2 separate regions of the Mus musculus genome follow, and region 1 is linked to region 2. Evidence: chromatin contacts called from public promoter capture Hi-C data. All regions are on one chromosome and are shown on one strand. The core of a region is the stretch at or near the end of the contact, and the rest is flanking DNA. Distances in the headings are between cores, read along the strand shown. Region 1 overlaps Gm36408 (a long non-coding RNA gene). Region 2 holds the start of Ndnf (neuron-derived neurotrophic factor).

Region 1 (3,224 bases), core at 83-2,582, 480 kb before region 2:
GCTATGGTACTCAAGTCAGATGGCTGGTGTAGTCTACTCAGATGACTCGGGTAGAAAAATTAGATGGCTCAGGTCCATTGGCTCTGGTAGTCTACTCAGGTGTTTGGAGTACTCTAGTCAATGGCTGTGGTACCCTAGCCATAGAGCTGTGGCACTCTAGTCAAATAGTTGGGGTAACCTAATCATACAGCAGTGGTAGTCTAGTGTGATGGCTGGGTATTCCAGGCCAATAGTTGGGGTTCAGGGTCACAATATCTTATCAAAGTCAGCTAGGGAACTTAACATTTCAATGTAGGTGTCCGTTTATCTTCAAAATGAGTATAATATCACCACCCACATGAAAACGTGTTAGGAATATTCAGAGACATTGTCCCTAAAATGGTGATCAATAATATGTTATATAATATGATTTGTTGTTTGTATTTTTTAAAAAGCCCAAGGAGTTTCATTGAACAAATATTAGTTCTTGATAATGTATAAGGGGCTTAACCTGCAATCTCACCCAAATATTTTAGCCATGTGATTCAGAGTTCAACAAAAACTTAGTACATTGATTCACTGCACAGACAAACATGGATTTGTGTGGTAATATGAGGTGGATTTAAGCAGGCTTTTTGGGATAATCCAGGAAAATTGCAGCCAGCTGATAGAAGTCTTCTTCACGTGGATCTAGTTTTACTCTGGTCTTCTTGCTTGTTGGTAGCAGCAAAATATCTCATTAACTTCATCCTTCTGGCATCCACCTGGCCTTGCACTGCTGGACCTTGAGCTTCAGTGATGTCATTCTTTGATCTTTCAGTTTTAACGTCCATCTGGTGCATGATCCTAGTTTGGAGCATCAAACTATGAGAAAGAAAACCTCCAATTAACATAATAAACTGATTATTTTTATTAAATAATGTTTAAAAATAGGCATGGTCTCACGCTTCCAATAGATCTGGAGTGATAATTTCAAACTGTGTTTTCTTGCCTTTGAGTAACCTAAAAGAAAAGTGGGGCACTTTGCACCTCCATTTATCCCTGTCCATGTGTTAAAAATAAAAACAAATTAAAGCTGCACAATTAATCCCCAGTTCTCAGTAATCAAGAAAAAAAAGAAATAGCTTGGGGGTTCTGAATAAGCCTCGTCATATAAAAAGTCTTAGAAGGAAAACTGAAGACATATGACTGACAAGATAAAAGAATAATAAGAAAGAAAATGCTGAGACATTGAGCTTGGTGGCTTTCTTTCTCAACTGAGCCAAAAAGAAGAGGACTTTGTGGTAAGTACTGCAGGCAGAATCGCCCGGCACATGTGGGGCTGCACACATCTGCCATGCAGGTGTTCGGATGGATTTTGCCATCACTCCAAAAAACAGTCATACATTGTCTTTTTTAAATTGAGGGTGGTGTGAGCACCAGTGGCAGTCAGTGTTAAATGTCAGGCATACAACATATTTATTCAAGTCAGAGTTGCTATGGAGCTGCTGTGTGACATCTTTTGTAGTTAATTCTAACCAGTTGAAATGTTTAATGAAAATGACACAGAACCCAGTGTGTGTGTGTGTGTGTGTGTGTGTGTGGGTGGGTGGGGGGTGTCTGTCTCAGTTTCTCTCTAGGTCTCTGTCTTTCTCTCTGTCTCTGTGTGCGTGTTTCTCTCTCTCTCTCTCTCTCTCTCTCTCTCTCTGTGTGTGTGTGTGTGTGTGTGTGTGTGTGTGTGTGCGCGCGCGCGCGCGCGTGCGCCTTTCTCTGTCCCTCTCTTCAGAATAACATCTTCAGAGGAAGCAAATGAGAATTATTTCTTGTTTTCATTTCTGAAGATCCTTTCTTTAAGTTTGGGCTTACAGGAGATAAATGGATTCTTTAGTTTGAAAGGAATAAAAAGGTGGTCAGGAAGGTTGCTGATCACAGAGTTAGTTTGAAATTACAATTCCATAGTTAAAACGAATCCTTGTGCTAACAGAGTCAGCATTTTTTGTCTGCCATTTTTTACACTCTTTTGGATTCAATGGTACCTAGATTTAGTTTTCCCTCTCTCCCTCCCCTTTTCCGTCCCTTCCCTCTCCTCCTTACTCTCTTCCTCCTCCTTCCCTCCTTACCTTTACTTCCCCCTTGTCTGTCCACTCCTCCTTTCTTTCCCTTCTTTTTCATTTTGTGGTGAGTATTTATTCTACAAAATCATGGGCTTCAGTACAAAACTGTCGTGCATGCCCAACATATGCTTGACCTAGCCCCATTATCTTATCCTGCTCCTCTCTTCCCTCTCCTGATCATCCCTCATTCCTCTAAAATTAATACCTTCAAGTCTGATCCCCCAATCACTACTGCACATAAACAGTAGGAACAGAGCCTTTGACGATAAAATTTCACATAGGACTCAGCTTTACAACTTGTGAGTTTGGCACATGGCCATAGCAGGAAGTACTACTGTTGCCTCTAAATGTTCAAATATAACTTCAGAGCCTCTCTGCTTGTCTGTGCACTTCCAACAGCATCTGGCTGATTGGCACAAGCATGGTTGCCTATAGCTAAGTCATGCTATCATGGTGACCATGAGATGTTTATTCTCCCATCACAATGCAAAATCTTGGGAAAAATTAAATATCTCTTGGTTCTAGAAAGGGTGAAATCAGGTAATTTGCTTCCTATAGACAGAAATCATTTCAACCATTGTGTGTGTGGGGAGGGATTAAAAGTGTAAAAAAAAACTTTACAAAATCATATTGATTGATATTATTGATATTGCCCATATTTCTTTTAAAATAAACCTACTTTTAAAGTGGCAGTGTGTCCATTATGAAAAATTTGTAAGTCAGCAAGTCTATACATCTTAAAGATAACCATAATTACATACTAATGGATGTCATTTTGTTATTAAATTGTATTGTAGCAGGTGTGCTAGGAATATATTCCTACATGTTAGTTTAGAACACCCAACCAAAGGTATGCAGTGGATACATAAATATCAACTTATATAATGGTGATGTCTTAATGGAATATTTCATGAAAGTAATGCATGTACTATATGATTTAAATTGTACCAAAATTTGTACAAAATTTGTTCTGCACTGTGAGGTTTTATTAGAGGTTAAGACTGAGACCTTAAAAGTCAATTAATGCAGCAAACTGTGCGATTATGGATGAGTTAATCTATTCATGCATTAGTGAATGTGCTACTTGGTGTATAATTTGGATTTTGAATGGTTTTCCCACATTGATCATTAATGGTGGAACTTTGTAGGAAG
Region 2 (2,869 bases), core at 27-2,526:
AACTCCGCAGGCTCCCTGCCCGCGCGACAAGGAGAAAGGTGGCTCGGACTAGAGAGCTCCGGCCGGCACACACACACTGGAGAGGTCACCACACAGGGTGGCCGCTGTGGTGGAAGGAGGGTGTCCGGACCTCCGTAGCTACTCTGCTAAGCTTCGGAAAGTATGAGCGGGACCTAGACCACCCAGCTTAGGGAAGTTTCTCTAAGGATGCTGGTCTGCGTGGCAGAGGACAAATGAGGAGAAAGCGCGGGGTCGCTGGGCTAGTCCCAGAAGATTCCTTCCACCGCCGAGCAGCCACCGTCTGCATGGAGCCCACCTCCGTGCTCCACTCCGCGAGTCCTGTAAGCTTCGCAGACCCACGCTAGTGCCCCCGAACACCTCCCGCCCCAACACCCAGTCCCGCAGAACTAGCACATATGGAGGACTTTGAACCCGGGGAGAGAAGCAAGAGCCCACCGCCAACCGGCCAAAGTCAGTGTCTAGTCAGGGCTAGGATAAAGCGGGCGGTTCCGGGGTTCCACTCCAGCCCGATGCAGCGTGTCCACCTCCCCAGCACTGCCGCTGTCTGCCCACCAAATACATCAGAGACCCAGCCACAGACCGACCAACTCAGTGAGAGCTGCCCACGTCCGTGTTCTAGAGAGTCTCTGGTCGCTCCTTTCCCTGTGTGAGGATGCACCTCAACCCCGACCATAAACCAGCCCTTAGATGCAAATGCAGTCGGGCCAGGTCCGCACCGGCGCAAGAAGGCGCCCGGGGAGGTGAGATTCGATCTTGCTCCTTACCTTAAAGAATTTGTTTTTTCTAGTGGGAAGAAGAAAGTTTGGTTGGTTTTTTTTTTCTTCTTCCCGGGGGGTGTGTGGTGCGGAAAAAGCCCAGGTCCGGGGATCCTACCAAGATGTCAAATACCAGGATCCACGAACCGAGGGGACGTGCACGCTAGGGCAAATGTAATGCCCAAGTGTCCCAACTTTGTGGCGGGCGCTGCAAACTTCCAACACAAGCAGAAGGCCGGCGACACGCAGCCGCAGAAGTTGCTGCGAAGTGGCGCAGACGGCGGCGCCGGCCCGGGGGTCTCAGGACAGCGCTGGTCAGTGCGGGCGCTGGGTGGCGGGAGGATACTGAACGCGCCCGTGGAGCTGGCACTGCCGGACGACTGGCTCGCTAAACGCCGGCGCGGGCTGCAGAGACAGAGCCCCGTGCACCAGCCACAGAGGCGGCGGCTCATACGCGGCTCGCTAAGCTCTGCTCTCTCGCCGCTCCGGGCAAGGAGTGTGCGCTGGCTCCTGGTGTCACTGCAGAGCTTGAGCCTCTGCCCCTCCCAGCCCGCCCGCCGCTGCCCGCTGCCCCGCCTTCCTCTGCCCGCCGCTCCCCCTTCGTGCCTCGCGCCCTCTCTCCCGCTGCGCGCCAGCGTGCAACACACACACACACACACACACACACACACACGCACGCACACACACATACACACACACACACACACACACACACACACACACGTTCCTTTGCTGCCTCTCTCGCGCATACATTCCGGTCCAACGACCAAGTACTCCTCACACAAGACCCTCGTGGGGTTGCAGTCTGGTGGGGGTTGGGGGGGTGGGGGGTGGTGTCACAGGACACATTGCTTTCTTTAGGTCCCTGCCACCGGGGATGGGGAGAGGGGTGGGAGGGCGCCTTTGAGACCCCCAACAATGATGCACGACTAGACGCGCACGGGGGACCATCTCAGTGTCCAGAAGCCGGGGAGCACAATGGAGAGGAACTCTGAGCTTGGTTAGTGATCTGGAGTGTTCAGTTGGAAGACTGGAGGTTGGAGGAAGCGAGCGAGCGAGCAAGCAAGCGTAGAAGGCGACTCTCGCAGACCGCCTGCCCCAGCCTTCACTCTGGAGCGTTTGCCTCTGCAAATTCAGCCTCTGGGGCTTGAAACTCAGCAGCTGTTTTAACAATTGAAAAAAAAATGACCCTACAGGACCAGTGAGGCCCAGCAAAACTTGGAAATCCATTAAGGCTGACTAGGTAATTATGGTAAGAACTTGCTTAATTAGCAACCTGGCCTGAGCCTGGGTGTGTGTATGGGTATGGAGTAATATTTAGAAATCTCATTTTCGTGACTGAGAATCTAGACTAGCAAGTCTCTTTTCCCTTCCTTCCTTCCTTCCTTCCTTCCTTCCTTCCTTCCTTCCTTCCTTCCTTTCTTTCTTTCTTTCTTTCTTTCTTTCTTTCTTCAGACTCTGGCTTTTAGGGAATCAAGTTCTAAGAATATACTACACAGGATTCATTAATAGTGTCTGTATTGAAAACATGAAAACACTTATCTACTTCCATTGTCACCAAAGCAAAGATAAGATGAAATTCAACCTTATCGAACCCTCATTTATAACTATAAGCTTTCTGTTAAATGCCTTTGAAAAGCAAGCATCTTGCAGACAGCAGTTCAGCCCACTTTCCAAAGTTCTGCTGCTAGGGGGTCCACTACTACTCTAGGTGGGTTTGTTAAATGCTTCCATGCTGTGACATAGTTTAGTAAACGCCATAAAAGGCTTAGAAGGTGCTGGGATACAGATTTCAGTGCAGAACTCTGGAGTATGGTGGAGTCCAGGCAAATAAGGATGGAGGAGGGGAAGGAGGAGAGCACTCTGCAGAGAAGTAAATGAAGAGGCTGAAACTTGTCAGAGTACGTGGGTGCCCTGGGAACAGGGAGAAGTTAGGTGTGGCTGCATTGCAGGTGCAGTGAGCAAGGCCTCCCACCCCAGGCTCCAGGCTCAGGGAGGCAGAACTTCTGAAAGTTACTGTTGTTTGGAAAATGATTAAAGTTGTTAAGAGGAAGCAGATCATAAGGTTGGTGTCATTGGGTACACATTTAGAA

The links. Promoter capture Hi-C pulls out the DNA fragments that hold promoters and counts their contacts.
Region 1: a promoter capture Hi-C map of second pharyngeal arch cranial neural crest shows a contact between it and region 2, with 3 times the contacts expected there. The contact joins the enhancer-like site here to the promoter of Ndnf in region 2. A contact is called at or near these places in 7 of 39 promoter capture datasets (the 3T3-L1 cell line, 3T3-L1-derived adipocytes, cranial neural crest and 3 more), 2 of 115 datasets of contacts at active chromatin or transcription factors (forebrain and stem cell-derived neural progenitor cells) and 1 of 9 other capture datasets (embryonic stem cells).

Annotation. Positions count from the first base shown.
Region 1 is chr6:66,150,094-66,153,317 of GRCm38.p6, reverse strand. The region is part of intron 2 of Gm36408 (a long non-coding RNA gene); the gene reads left to right. Among named protein-coding and RNA genes, the nearest start is that of Gm36408, 120 kb to the left of the region's middle. Within about 2 kb of position 1,332, at least 13 of the 459 cell types and tissues checked have an H3K27ac peak or open chromatin away from gene starts, as enhancers often do. A contact at or near this core is called in second pharyngeal arch cranial neural crest, where this site is marked.
Region 2 is chr6:65,670,018-65,672,886 of GRCm38.p6, reverse strand. Ndnf (neuron-derived neurotrophic factor) reads right to left here and starts at 1,276. Exons shown (of 4, transcript NM_172399.3): 1 at 786-1,276. Gm36144 (a long non-coding RNA gene) reads left to right here and starts at 1,640. Exons shown (of 2, transcript XR_869148.1): 1 at 1,640-2,028.